Regions from separate parts of the Mus musculus genome. Here regions 1 and 2 are each linked to region 3. Evidence: chromatin contacts called from public ChIA-PET and HiChIP or PLAC-seq data. All regions are on one chromosome and are shown on one strand. The core of a region is the stretch at or near the end of the contact, and the rest is flanking DNA. Distances in the headings are between cores, read along the strand shown.

The links. ChIA-PET counts read pairs in DNA pulled down with a chosen protein or histone mark. HiChIP or PLAC-seq counts read pairs in DNA pulled down with a chosen protein or histone mark.
Region 1: a contact with region 3 is called in an RNA polymerase II ChIA-PET map of memory CD8 T cells, with 59 read pairs. The contact joins the enhancer-like site here to the promoter of Rps6ka5 in region 3. A contact is called at or near these places in 1 of 39 promoter capture datasets (cranial neural crest), 6 of 484 Hi-C or Micro-C datasets (the G1E-ER4 cell line, embryonic stem cells and muscle stem cells), 3 of 115 datasets of contacts at active chromatin or transcription factors (CD8 T cells, embryonic stem cells and memory CD8 T cells) and 2 of 9 other capture datasets (adipose tissue and liver).
Region 2: a contact with region 3 is called in an H3K27ac HiChIP or PLAC-seq map of embryonic stem cells, with 5 read pairs. The contact joins the enhancer-like site here to the promoter of Rps6ka5 in region 3. A contact is called at or near these places in 3 of 39 promoter capture datasets (cranial neural crest, liver and neural stem cells), 1 of 15 datasets of contacts at CTCF or cohesin (large pre-B cells), 4 of 484 Hi-C or Micro-C datasets (CD8 T cells, the G1E-ER4 cell line and embryonic stem cells), 4 of 115 datasets of contacts at active chromatin or transcription factors (acute myeloid leukemia, bone marrow-derived macrophages, effector CD8 T cells and 1 more) and 2 of 9 other capture datasets (adipose tissue and liver).

What each region holds. Positions count from the first base shown.
Region 1 is chr12:101,001,064-101,005,764 of GRCm38.p6, forward strand. The region is part of intron 3 of Ccdc88c (coiled-coil domain containing 88C); the gene reads right to left. The region is part of intron 4 of Gm36756 (predicted gene, 36756); the gene reads left to right. Among named protein-coding and RNA genes, the nearest start is that of Gm36756, 17 kb to the left of the region's middle. Within about 2 kb of position 2,193, at least 39 of the 459 cell types and tissues checked have an H3K27ac peak or open chromatin away from gene starts, as enhancers often do. A contact at or near this core is called in the G1E-ER4 cell line, where this site is marked.
Region 2 is chr12:100,214,857-100,219,371 of GRCm38.p6, forward strand. No RefSeq gene overlaps it. Among named protein-coding and RNA genes, the nearest start is that of Calm1, 18 kb to the left of the region's middle. Within about 2 kb of position 2,410, at least 5 of the 459 cell types and tissues checked have an H3K27ac peak or open chromatin away from gene starts, as enhancers often do. A contact at or near this core is called in embryonic stem cells, where this site is marked.
Region 3 is chr12:100,722,908-100,727,338 of GRCm38.p6, forward strand. Rps6ka5 (ribosomal protein S6 kinase, polypeptide 5) reads right to left here and starts at 2,213. Exons shown (of 17, transcript NM_001330702.1): 1 at 1,874-2,213. The coding sequence starts at 1,973.

The sequences.
Region 1 (4,701 bases), core at 943-3,442, 280 kb after region 3:
TGCTTCATAAATAAAGCCTTCTGCAGGCATTTTGAAGCCAATCCAGAAGTGGATGAGTAGGCGGGGCTCCTGATACCACATTCTCCCTGCTGCTGAGAGAAAAATGCTTTAAAACCTAGCACCAGGGGTCCAGGGGTCCAGGCAGCAGCTTCACCCTTTCCACCCCAGGAAGCGGAGGGGAGATAGCAAATCTATCTTCTACACCAGTCAGGTTTCTCTCTGCCCTCTCCCTGTCTCTCTCTACAGTGTACTTTTCTCAACAGCCCGCTGATACTTTGGCCCAGTCATTTAGCACTGTTGTCCCTTTAGTTCGGCTGATCCCTTGATGTCACGGCAATAGAAAGAGTACTGGAACAAGAGTCTGCAACGCTGGGTTCTGACCCTAGGCCCTCAGCTGGGCACACAGGCACAATTTCCCTGGGCTTCAATTTTCTTCATCTGTAAAATGATACTACACTTCATGCATGGATGGACACCAGGGCTGTCCTCCTGCCTCCACAGCCAACAGCCCAAGATGATGCTGGAAGACTCAGAACCCAGACAAAGCTAAGCACACACACACACACACACACACACACACACACACACACTGTCTCAGTCTGTGTCTCTCTGTGTCTCTGTCTCTCCCCACTCCATAACCTGTTTGCTACTCCCAGGCCTAGAAAGTCTCTAGGGGGACTGTAACCATGGTGGGGCCACAATACAGCACTAGGTAGGAGAGCATACAAAGGTGGGCACGCAATAAATCCTGCCCTAAATGACCTGTACACCAAGTTAGCCTCCTCAGTTAGAAATGACAACCTGAAGAGCTCCCCAAATGGAGGCCCTCAGAAGCTGTTGTCTCAGTGTGTCCCCCAAGTTCTGAGCACCTAAAGCCTGAGGCACACTTGTACATCTTCATGCCCTAGGCTGAGTCAAGTCCATGGTGAGTCTCACTGAACCAGCCAGCAGTGAGACAAAGAAGACTCATCTGCCTCCCACCAACAATGTGAGGGCAGGACCATAGCTCACATGCTCCCTATTGGGGATCAAACATGGGGCATCACACTGGTCAGGCAAGCACTCTACCAACCAAGTCACACATCTCTAAACCTTCTTACTTTTTATTCTGTCTTATTTTTGTTTGTGATACTGGAAATTGAACCCAAAGCGTCACAGAGCCCAGGCAAGTGTTCTACCACTGAGCATATCCTTAGCCCTTTTATTCAGGTGTGTGCGTGGAGATCGGAGTGAGTAGGTATGTTGTGTGTGTGTGTCTGTGTGTGTGTTAGCCTCTATGTGCATGCAAAGGCCAGGCTTCCTGCTCTGTCAACCCCATCTTATTCAGGTGTGTGCGTGGAGATCGGAGTGAGTAGGTATGTTGTGTGTGTGCTAGCCCCTATGTGCATGCAAAGGCCAGGCTTCCTGCTCTGTCAACCCCATCTTATTCCGGTGAGACAAGGGCTAGCAGACAGCAAGCTCTAACAATCCTTCTGTCTCCCCGCACAGTGCTCAAATTACAGGTATGTGTGTACCTATCAGGCTATTCACGTAGCTGCAGGGGATTTAAATGCAGGTCCTTATGCTGTCCCAACAAGCTCTTACTTGCTGAACAATCTCTGCAACCTGTTTTTGTTTGAGATGGGGTCTTGAACTCCTGCTTCTCGCTCTTGATTACTGGGATAGTAAGCCTGAGTCACTATGCCTGGCTTCAGGATGTATTTTTGTACTACAGAGGATTGAACCAGGGCCCTGCCTGTGCTGCCTAAGAAATATTCTACACTGAGCCACAGTCTTGGAACTCACCACTGGAGTTCACTAAGCAGACCAGGTTGGCCCATTCCCAGTATCCTCCAGGTCCAGGCCTCTGCCTCTCTGCCTACAAACTACTCCTTACAAGTGAGTCATCCCTCCAGGCCCAGCTACAGTGCCTACCTCCCCCCATCCCCAGGGCAAAGTGTCTCTCTTTCAGTCAGAGGTCCAGCTAGGAACTCAGGGGGCCACCATCTGATCTGCCAAGCGTGACTTGCTTGGTTTCTGCTGAAGTAGACTTTGATCTGAGCTTCCAACCTGCTGTCCAGGAAGGGGAGGGCTCCTCCCTCATTCTGCTTGAATTCGGGAGTGCAGAGGACCCACTGTTGAAGAGAAGACAGCCAGGGGCTCTGCCTGCCTCCTCTGTCAGCCGCAACTTGCTAGCTACTCATCTTCCTGGCTGAGGAAACTGTACCAAGCTGTCACTTGACAAAACCAGTTCTCCCAGCTCAAGAATAGTGTAGGACCTGGTGAATGGCTGATGGGAAACTAGACACCCCTGGGAACAGCTTCCTTCTTGATGAAACAAGGTGCTGGGGAAGACAGGAGTGCTCCTGCAAGTTATAAACTATTTTATTGTCCGCTGCAAGCTGGGACAGAGAACCTGACTCTCCAATGGATAGCACACAGCACAGTAACACAATAGCTTCAAAAAGATGCAGTTTTTCTCACAGTGAGACAAATAAATGCATCTGTGTAAGTGGGGTGACTGTTACAAAGCTGGCAAAAAGGCAACCTCCCTGGTTCCTTGACAAAGGCCAACTCTGCACCTAGCGTGAGAGAGGGGACAGCCTTTCTGAGCACCTCACTGTGCACTGGTACCACAGCACACCAAATCCTGGGGAGGCAGGATGAAGGAAGGCATCAATCACATCTGGGGACCAGTGGGACCAGTGCACAGTGGTAAGACTGAAACAAGACATCAGGGCTTCACAGTCCAAGCCACGAGGACCATCCAGTCAGTCTCAAGAGCATGCCACGGAAGGACGGGATGGCTCACCCATCCTTCCACCAACACCTAACACCCAAACAGCTATTCCATCACACAGGGCTAACTGGTGAACTGGGCATGCCATGGTGGGGCTAAAGAGCCAGATGCTGGACTCTGGTCTTGAGGTCCTCACTCGCTTCATTCCTTAGGCAGCAGTCTCTTAAATCTGTCCCTCAAGCCCATAGAGAGGGGTGGCACTTAGGTCCCCAGCCACTCAGTATCAAAGCATAATACAATTCCTATCTTCCGAAGATGACAGACTTCATCCTTTCCTGTTATTTAATGCAATATTCCCTACTCCCCGCCTTGGCCTCACAGATCTCCAGGTGCCTCTTAATGCACCACACTAAGGACCTGCATTAACGCATTAACACTTCTTTTCACATAACATAGCACCCCAGGCTGGTCTTGCTTTGAAGTCTGGGTCCTCAGGGGTGTAGGACCCAAACTATTAGAAATGCAGGTGGGATGTAAACTCCATAGGCTAGCAGCTTCCCTAGAGTCCACCAATCACGGCTCGCAACCAGAAAAAGGGCATCAGGGAGCTTTCTCATGTCCTACCAGATTCACAGTTCTCCTGACCCGGGAGTGACTTCAACATAAACTCCTAGGTTCCACTTCCCTCCACTGCATCAGGACTATGATGCATATTCCTGCCAGTTCCAACAGTGTGGCAGAGCCACCCGGAAGATGGAGAATTCCAGGCCAGCCCAAGCTCTGTAGTAAGACCCCTTTCCCTTTCTCGCTGAGGCTGCTATACCTTCCTGGGTCTTACTACATAAACAAGGCTAGCTTGGAATTCTCCATCTTCCTGCAGCCCAAGTGCTAGGGTTACAAGCTTATCTTTCCACACTCTGCTCCTACTGCATGGATAGTTCATTCTGTCCTGAGAACGAACTATTCCCTACAGCACATCTCCACCTCTAAGAGAAGTCACCACAGGAATTTTATTTCAGAAGCCAAATGGTGCAGAGAAAAATGAAGGGCAGAGTTCTGAAATCGATGCAGATATTCAGGCCATACAAGATGGTGCAGGCCTTTCTTTAGTCCCAGCACTTGGGAGGCAGATAGACCTCTGTGAGTTCCAGGTCAGCCAGGACATCACAGTGAGACTCTGACTCTCACACACACACACACACACACACACACACACACACACACACACACTCCCTCCCTCCCTCCCTCCCCCCCCCCACCCCTCTCTGGGTATGGCCCAGGGCAAGCCTCTCCACACTCCAGGGCCTCATTTCTCATCAGTGAGAAATGAGGACAATACCCAAGCCATCTGCTTCATAATTTTTAATGGGCTCTTCGATGACTGGCCTTACTCTCTTTGTTTCTCGTATGACAAAGCTATAATTAAAAAGCTAATCCATGTCTGAACCAATGAGGCAGCATGTACAACCACAGGCATGCGTGTGTGCCCGCGCATACACACACACACACACACACACACACACACACACACACAACTTTGAGGTACACACAGCTCAATCATCATACTGTTCTGTGGCCATGCTCTAGAGGCCTCTTTCTAAGGGCCAATCTCTTTTTCTCTGTCTCTGCTGTGTGTGCGTGTTACTCTTCTGTTGCTGTGCTAAGACACCATGTCCAACACAGCTCTCAGAGTGATACGAGTCTATCAAGGTCAGCAGGCAGCAGGCAGCAGGCAGCATGGCAGCAGGCAGCAAGTGTATTGGCTGCAGCAGGCAGCTAGGGGCTCTCATATAGTGAGCCACAAACACGGAGCAGAGAGAGCCAACTAGAAATGGCCTGAGTCTAAGTTTTCAAAGCCTGACCCCAGTGACTTCCTCCAGGAAGGACATGCCTCCTAAACCTTCCCAAACAGCACCATCAACCGGGCACCAGGCACCAAATGTCTATCTAAAACTATGTGTGACATTTATCACTCAAACCTC
Region 2 (4,515 bases), core at 1,160-3,659, 510 kb before region 3:
AAGCCATCTGCTCGAGTCTCACTGCCTGTCTTCTCTGCTAAAGTCTTGAAACTTCAGCTTTAAAAAAAAAAAAAAATCACCTGATTCCCTTCAATAGTCAAGCTTTTCGGATTCCAACTCAAGGTCAAACTCCTTGTGGGAAGCCCAGAAGTAGGCAGTGAGCCAAGAGTTGGCTAAATCATAGAGAGCTGCGATGCTTTGCAGGGAGGAGAAACTTGGTCTGGGCACAGCTGTTCAAACAAGGTAAATACTTTAACTCAGCTTGCCAAACACTTCTGGGGTTTTGCAGTCAGCCTAGCACCTGCAACCATGTGAGAATTCATCATGTACTTCCTTATCTGTTTCTTTTCTAGTGGAAGATCTATCTAATTAAAGGGAAGAGAGTCAGTGTGGTAGCTTGGGTGAGACCCCGCCCCCATAGGCTCATATGTCTGATAGAACTATTTGGGAAGGATCAGGGGGTATGGCCTTGTTGGAAGAGGTGCATCACTGGAGACTGACTTTAATGTTTCAACAGGCCAGGCCATTCTTAGACTTCACTCTACCTTTTGCTTATGAATCAAAGATCAGTTCTCAGTGACTGCTCCATGGCCAGGCTTGTCTGCTTGCCTGCTGCCATGCTACCTGCCATGATGTTCATGGACTCTACGACCCTCTGGAACCAAGAGTGTCAATTAAATGATTTTTTTAAAGTTGCCTTGGTCAGTGTTTGGTCAGCTCCTGCTTCCTGACCTGCTTGCATTCCAGACCTGACTTCCTTTGGTGATGAACAGCAATGTGGAAGTGTAAGCCGAATAAACCCTTTCCTCCACAACTTGCTTCTTGGTCATGATGTTTTGTGCAGGAATAGGAACCTTGACTAAGACACTCTCCAACAACCTTTTTGGTCATGGTGTTTCATTCTAGCAATAGAAACCCTAACTTAGATACACAGCAAGAGCCTGGCAGACAGCAGTGCCGAGAATAATATGGATGACAGAGGCGAACAATATTAACAACTGAGATAGAGATTATTTCTGTGATAATTTGGCTGGTTTTTTTGGACCTAACAATCTGCTTGAGGCTCAACTGAAAAGTTTTGGTCTAATTTCATTGGCAGAGGAGACTCCAAGGCAGCCTAGTATTGACTGAGCCACCTGGTGATTAGTGAAGATCTTATGAAGATCTACAGTAAAAAAAAAAAAAAAAAAAAAAGAGCAAGCAGAAGAAGAAGAAACACCAAGTCAACTTGAGGAGAAAAAGGGTCCAGAGAATGTAAGGATGGAACCAAGACTCGTGTTCAAAGACATGGGATGTTTAAAGAAAAAGCCTGATGTGAAATTAAATTGAATAATAAAATTGAATAATGGGGTTGTGCCCTCTGGGAAAGACCCCACCCAGCTAAGCTTTCAACTTGTAAAAAGGAAATGCTCTGGAATATTCTGCTCCTAAAGCAAAACAAATCTTATTTAAAAAAAAAAAAAATCAACAAATCAAAGCTCATGCAGAGTCTGTCCTAAGCAGGCAGCATTAAGTTAACAATATTGGCCATTTGGCTCTGGCTTTGGGGTCATGAAGGATAGATACAGATACATGAAGGATGATACAAAGGGGCTGTGGAATCTTTCTCCATGGTTAAGGAAAGCCATTGAGGCCAGGTGTGTGTGTGTGTGTTCCCCTGCATGGAAGTCTAGAGAAGCCATTGTATCAATCAGTAAAGGTGAGGCTTAAATTATATTGGAGACTTCAAGATGTTGGAGTAGCCAGAGCCATGGCGATGTCTGCAGTTAGGGAATGGGAACAGCCCACAAGAGAGAGTCAGCAAAGCTGGACGGTTGAGCCATCTAAGCTCTTTGATAGCAGACATGGAGTTAGAGGATTTGGAGTTTACCCTGCTGGGTTTTAGACTTGCTTTGACCCACCATTTCCTCCCTGTGTCCCTGTTCCTCCTTTTTGCTACGGTGTTGTATATTCAGCACCGTTGTATGCTGGGAGTGTGTAAATTGCCTTTTTTTTTTTTTCAGGAGGTAACAGTGAAGAGATTGTTGTGAGTCTCAAACGATACTTTGGGCTCTTAAACAGTCTTGAGACTGAAAGACTATGAGGAGTTTTGAACTTGGACTAAATTCATTTTGCATTGTGATGTGGCCACAAACCCGTCGGGGCCAGGAAGTAGAATGTAGTTTGAGTGGCCCCAGGCTCATCTGTTTCATGGAAATATTTGGGAAGTATTAGAAGGTGTGGTCTTGTTGGAGGCGGTGGGCCTACTAAGGGTGGGCTTTGAGATTTCAGAAGCCCACATCATTTCCAGTTAGCTATCTCTGTCTGTCTCTGTCTGTCTCTGTTGCAGGATTTTCCCTGTCCAATCACATTAGGGCAGTGGGAGGCCTGTGATTGGACAGAGAAAGGGGAGGTGGAGCTAAGAGTTGCAGAGAGAGGGAGCTGAGTAGGAGAAGAGCCAAGATGGCTTCAGATGTGTACCCGTGTGGGTACACATAGCCACCACAAGTAGCTATGATTTCACAAGGTTAGAAATATTGGGATAAAGCTTTATCATTATCAATTGGCTTTGAAATCATTGTGTTGGCATCTTGTAAATTGTGATATTATTGATACATAAATCTGATTGGTTAATTAAGCTTTAAGAGTTACGATTCTACCAGGGTTCTAGGTATTATGTTATCAAACCATGAGGTCGGTGGATCTATTTGATTACTGGAGTGTGGAACCTCCAATTACAGGGGATTCTAGCAGAGAGGAACTAGTGGCTCACGGGTCAAGCGAGTCAAATGCTGCGGGAGCGCACAGGAGCATGGTCCGGTCCCGCCGAGAGCTGGCAGATTCAATTTTTTTATTTTTCCCACAACACCTCTCTCTCTCTCTCTCTCTCTCTCTCTCTCTCTCTCTCTCTCTCTCTCTCTCTCCCTCTGCCTGCCTGCCTGCCTGCCTGCCTGCCTTGGCTCTGTCTTTCTCTCTCTCTTTGCCTGGTGCTTGTGAATCAAAGGTAAGTTCTTAGGTACTGTTCCAGAGTCATGCCTGTTTTCCTGCTGCCATGTTCCCTGACGCGATGGTCATGGATTCTACTGCCCTCTGGAGCTGTGATTCCCGATTAAATGCTTTCTTTTGTAAGTTGTCCAAGTCATGGTGTTTTGTCGTGGCAGTAAAAATGACTATGGCAGTGAGGGAATTGTATTCTTGTGATTTGTCCTCAGGTTTGAAGTTTACAATGTTCAAAGGTCTAAATTACTGTATTTCAAAATCCTGGAAGGCACGTCTCTATTGTTTAAGGAGCTTTGCTTTTTGTTTAATAGAAACAAAATTATTCAACCCAACTGAATGGGTCAATAAGAAATCCTAATGAAAATCTATAAGATGTTTAAGATTGAATGAAAGAAGTCTGCAGGGGCTGGAGAGATGGCTTAGTGGTTAAGAGCAGATTGCTCTTTCAGAGGTTCTGAGTTCACTTCCCAGCAATCACATGGTGGCTCACAACTATCTGTAATGAGATCTGATGCCCCATTACATCGGAATAGGTAATGAAATACATATTCTGAAGATAGCTACAGTGTACTCAAAAATAATTTTTAAAAAAAAAAAAAAAAAGAAGTCTACAGATCAAAACCCAGGTGCAAATAAAAAGTCAACAAAGACAATTCAGAATGGTAAGAAACAGTGTATTGTTTTGTCAGATATTGAAAGTGGGATTACAATATTCTCTAGCAACTCCTTTCCTAAGTAGATGTCTCAAAGAATTGACTGTGTATTTGTAGGTATTTGCATAACCATGTTCATAGGAATATTATTCAAAGCAGTCAAAACCCTATTTTTATGGGCCCAAGTGTCCATTGATGTGGTGTATCTGTGGCATACATGCACGGGGGGCTGGGGATGGAGGTGCGGGTAGGCATATACACACTAGAGTGTTATTTAACCTTTAAAGAAAAGATGTCCTGTCACATGATCTGACATGGAAGAGTCTTGATAATGTTACATGAAAGATGTCAGAAAGGCAAATGCTGTATAATAAGCTCATATACTACTTGTTCATAGTGTTTGTATGAAGTTCATGAGTAATAAACTTATAGACACAGATGAAAGAATGTGCCGTTTCCATATACGCCACTGGCAGGGTGATAGGGAAATCCTGTTGACTTGCCTTACAGCTTCAGTTCTGCAAGATAAAGGACATCCGAGGACAGATGACAGGATGCCCACCAGTGAGAGCATACTCCACTGAACCTGGAACTCACTTTGTAGACCAGGCTGGCCTCGAACTTAGAGATCTGCCTGTCTCTACCTCCCAAGGGATGGAATTGAAGGCATATACTACTATTCACGATTGCCAGCCATATTTTTCTATTATCTTTGGAAGCATCTTCATGTTTCTCAGGACTGGATAACGTTTGATTTTAGACTTGTCAATGTTGAGAAACTCTACCATCATATAAATACATGGTACAAAATAGAAGATGCCTATGCAGGATCATTTCAGAAGCTGTTGGAAACCTTGTCCCAATCCCAAGCCAAGAGTCAGTT
Region 3 (4,431 bases), core at 963-3,462:
ATTTGTCCTATGGTATTCAATATAGCCACCAGCTACCACACTGCTCTAGCTCCTATCAGAGCAACATGTGCTAAGAGGAGCCCAGCTGGCTGGTGACGGAGGAGTTACTCTTTCAAGTTATATTTTAACAGTGTTTTTGACCATTACATCTGATCAGTTGTCCACGTGCTTAGCAATACATTTAAATGGCCGTTCCTGTCCTTTTTACTACATTACTAGTGAGTTCAGTGCAGTCTCGTCATCCATCAGAAGAATTTCTAAATGCAAACTTGATGATTCACACACAGTTAGTTGACAAAGGGAAATAAAACAGCGCTCATTGTTTTCTACAGAGTTAGCATTGTTTGCAAAATCCAGAAACTGAGCAGTTGGCTGACTACTAACAAGTAGGTTGCCCCTTGGTCTTTGAGCAAAAGACTGCTTGCTGTATCATGATCAATGGCTGAGCATAGAAGACTTCAAGCAGCATTTGTTGTACTGTATGATTCCACACACTTACAGCAAGGAATCATTATGTAAGATGGGGGGGAGGTGGACCAAAATCCTTACTCTAGAAAATGTGACACTGCTCCTGGTGTAAACTGGGCATTAACACTACATACATGTATACTGAGAAAAATGGCTTAAAATCCCGTTGAAAACATCACTTTTTGATAACATTTGGAGTGAAGATCTCAACCAAGGGAATCTACACTGTTTATGTGAGGAATTCAAAAATACTATGGAATAACTGGGTCAGGATACATTATAGAGTCAGAACCATCAAAACTGCAGTGCTTATACTGATAAATGAGAAGGCATGAATTTACATCTTATACTAAGTCATAAGACTGGCACCAAAGATACTAATGGGCAATCAAGAATTGTGGGTTGTAGTTAACTTTATCCATCTGTTTCAATCTGTTCCAAACAGCAGCAAGGTGGACCCGCTTTCTACCTGAAACCTGCCATTTGCCATTTGTGTCTACTTAATATAATGTGCCAAAGACTTAAGTGTCAAAAATCTTAAAACCACTGACACTAATAACTATCGATCCACTCTAACACATTCTCCATGCAGAAATGATAGTGTAAGGGGAGACCTGACTCCATGGGGCTGGGGAGACCCAAACTTTACCAATTGGTCCAGATAAGAATTTTCCAAAACAAACCCCGGAATTACACAATGAAAAAGCAAAAGTAAAAAGCTTAGCACACGGAGCTTTACTGATCTCCAGCACAGGGGATGCAAGCACTTAAGTCGCCTAGTGAAGCCTTTCACCCAAAACTTTACATTTATAGAGGCTGCTTGCCAAAAGACCTGGCAAATTTCAGAGAGTATAGTACTTCACGATAACTCTGAGAGAAAGGACTTAATTCCAGAGGACCACGAAGCCTTTTTCCTTCACCAGAGACTAACCGAGAACCAATACCCCTCTCGCAGGATCGCTGTCCCTTAGGGATGGTACAGACATACATACACACACAAACACACACACTCCCCTCACACCTGAACCATCCCAGGCAGAGGTGCAGGGTAAAGTGAGTTCAAGCTTCAAGCTCCATCACACACAGCTCCACACAGCTCACCTCTTGAGGGAAAGAGTACCTTTCCCTCGAGACAGCGTGTAGTGACAGATATGTCACCTATGCAGGAAAGGGGGCATAAAGGCATCTTCCCAGGCTGGGTCGGAAACTGGGGGCCCAGCAGGAGCAAACTTTCCTCTCCGTGCCCAGAGCCTCCCAGGACCCCCGGACTATTCCCCGCCCGCGAAGCCCCGCCCCGGGCCCGTCCCCCCCAGCCCGCGCCCCTTTTGGCCTGTGCGCGCACCCATGCCGGCTCTCAGGCGCGCCTCCGCGGCTGGCCCGGCCAGCAGAGGGCGGGGTCGCTCACCGGTCCGCAGCTCGTGCTTGACAGTAAGGAGCTGCTCGCCGCCGTCGCCGCTGTCCCCGCTGGTGCCCGCGCCGCCGCTGCCGCCGCCCTCCCCCTCCATCTTCACCCTCTTTCCGATCGCGCGGGTCGCTCTTAGGGGAACCTGATGGGACAGCAGACGCCCCGTCTCTCCACAGCTCCAGGAGCCGAGCTGCCGCAGCGCCACAACTCCGACACTGAGGCGAGTCTCTTTCCCGCTCTGGCCGTGCAGCTCCTCCGCCTCCTCCCCTCAGCGGGCACCGCTAGTACGGCACAACCCCGCGCCCTGCGCCTCCACCTCCTCCTCCAGGCCGCTCCTCCCACAGCCAGCCCAGGAGACAGCCCTGAGCCACCAGCGCTATTGGGCGCAGCGCGCGCGCGTCTGCCAGCGCCCGTTCCCATTGGGCGGCTAGTCCTGACGTTTCAGGAGCCGCCCCGCCCCGCTGCTCGAATTGTTGTTGCTTGGCGGGGAGGCAGGAGAGGGAGGAGCGCGAACGCTCCGATTGGCAAGACCCACGGAATGCCCCACCTACTCGCTTTGGTGCGCACGCGCAGGCAGGCCTTCCCTCTCCTGACCTCCCCAGAATGGTCACACCCCTTATTCCCAGCTTCGATCTGTTAGTAAACAGTATCTAGTAGTCAGGAGGCGCTCCGGACCTCTGATTGGCTACTGCGGAAAGAGGCGGGGAAAGACGATTGGACCGCTTGGTCCGCCAATCACAGTGGACAAAGGAGGGTCCTGGAGGGAAGCACTTGTCACCCACGTGTTTGCGCTCGCGCGCGTCTGAGGGTCCTAGGGAACGGCCCACAAATGTGTGACTGTCTGGAAGATGGCATGTCTTCGAATGATACTATTCTCTGTAGCACTAAATAAATTAAATGAATTTTGTGTTTAAATACAGGTAGGAGCCGGCAAGATGGTTCCGTGGGTAAAAGTGCTTGCGGCCAGACGTGGACAACCACAGTGCAGTTCCCATATAATGAAAAAGAACTAACATGTTGACCTCCGACCTCCACACAAGCTTTAATTAAGGGCATGTATCGCTCACACAAGGCAAAACTAAATTACGTTTAAAAATTAAATACAGGTAGCTCCTATACACAAAAAGTCAAGGTTCTGGCTCCGGATGAGAAATCTGAAATAATAACTTGTGGAGGTGGGGAGTGTAGCTCAGCCTAGCCTTGACCCCCTGGTACGTCTAGCACCACCTCCCAGTGCTGGAATTCGCAGTATGTGCCACCATGCCTTGCTTATGACATGCGGGAGATTGAACTCTCCAGCTTTATGAATGCTAGGCGAGCAGTCTACCAGTTAAACTACATCCTCATCCCAATTTTTCATGTTTAAGAAACTCAAAGAGTGTGGTGAATCATAAAATAAGATTCAATTTCTGCTCCTGAAAAGCTATTAACGGAACTCGAGAGATGGGCAACTTGTATACAGGCACAGGAAACTATAAAGAATTTAAACAAAACTGTGAACCAGTATTAAGCATTAGAGAATGGCACAGATGGCAACGATTATTCTCAAGGCTTTTAGGGCAAGGAGAAAATCTGGATAGCCAATTTAAAGGGCAAGTAAGACAAAACTGGAGACATTTCACACAGAGGTAAGCTGTGAGCCTAGGTCTAGAGGAGATCAAATGCTGGTGACCTAAGTAACAGGTAGGCTAAATGAAGTGTAAGGGAAACAGCTGTATAGGAAAGATGAGTGTATCTTTATTTTCCTTCTTGGAAAAAAAAAAACAAAAAAACAAAACAAACAAACAAAAAAAAAAACCAAAACAAAAAAACCCAAAACAAAACAAAAACACCTGACAGAAGCATTCTAAAGAAAGAACAGGTGTGGTGGCACTGACCTTTAATCCCAGCACTCAGGAGGCAGAGGCAGGCAGATCTCTGTGAATTCAAAGCCAGCCTTGTCTACATATCGAGTTCTAGGATAGTCAGGGCTACACAGAGAAACCTTTTCTTAAAAACACTCAAAAGAGAAAAAAGAAAGACCTGGGCAGGGTCGGGGAGTGACTTACATTTTAAGGATAGAGTGTATCATGGAGGCGGGAAGATGGAGGAACAGGAGACCACTTGGTCAAGTTGTGTCTGTGGTCAGAAGCAGACAGCGCTAAACTGTGGTACTCAGCAGTCTCCTTTCTATTAAATCCAGGACACCCAGCACAGCTAGGGTGGATCTTCCCTGTTAAGCCTCCCTGGAGATGCCATTAAAGAGACACCCACAGGTGTGTCTCCCAGGTGGTTCCAAATCCGGGCAAACTGAGAATGAAGATGAACCGTGTCCTTAAGACAATGAGGGATCGTAAATGTTACACTGAGGCACAGAAGTTATTTAGTAATGAAGTCCCCTACACTAGTTAGAACAGCAAAGTCACTCTCTTATAACTTGTCGAATCCCATGAGGCTGACGGGAAGAGAGGACTCACTGGGAAAGAATGTATTGCAAGTGTAGCACTGACAGCTTAATTTCTGTAGCGGAAGTAGGTGATAATGAGAAAAGAAAAGACGAGCATAAACAATGCAAAAAT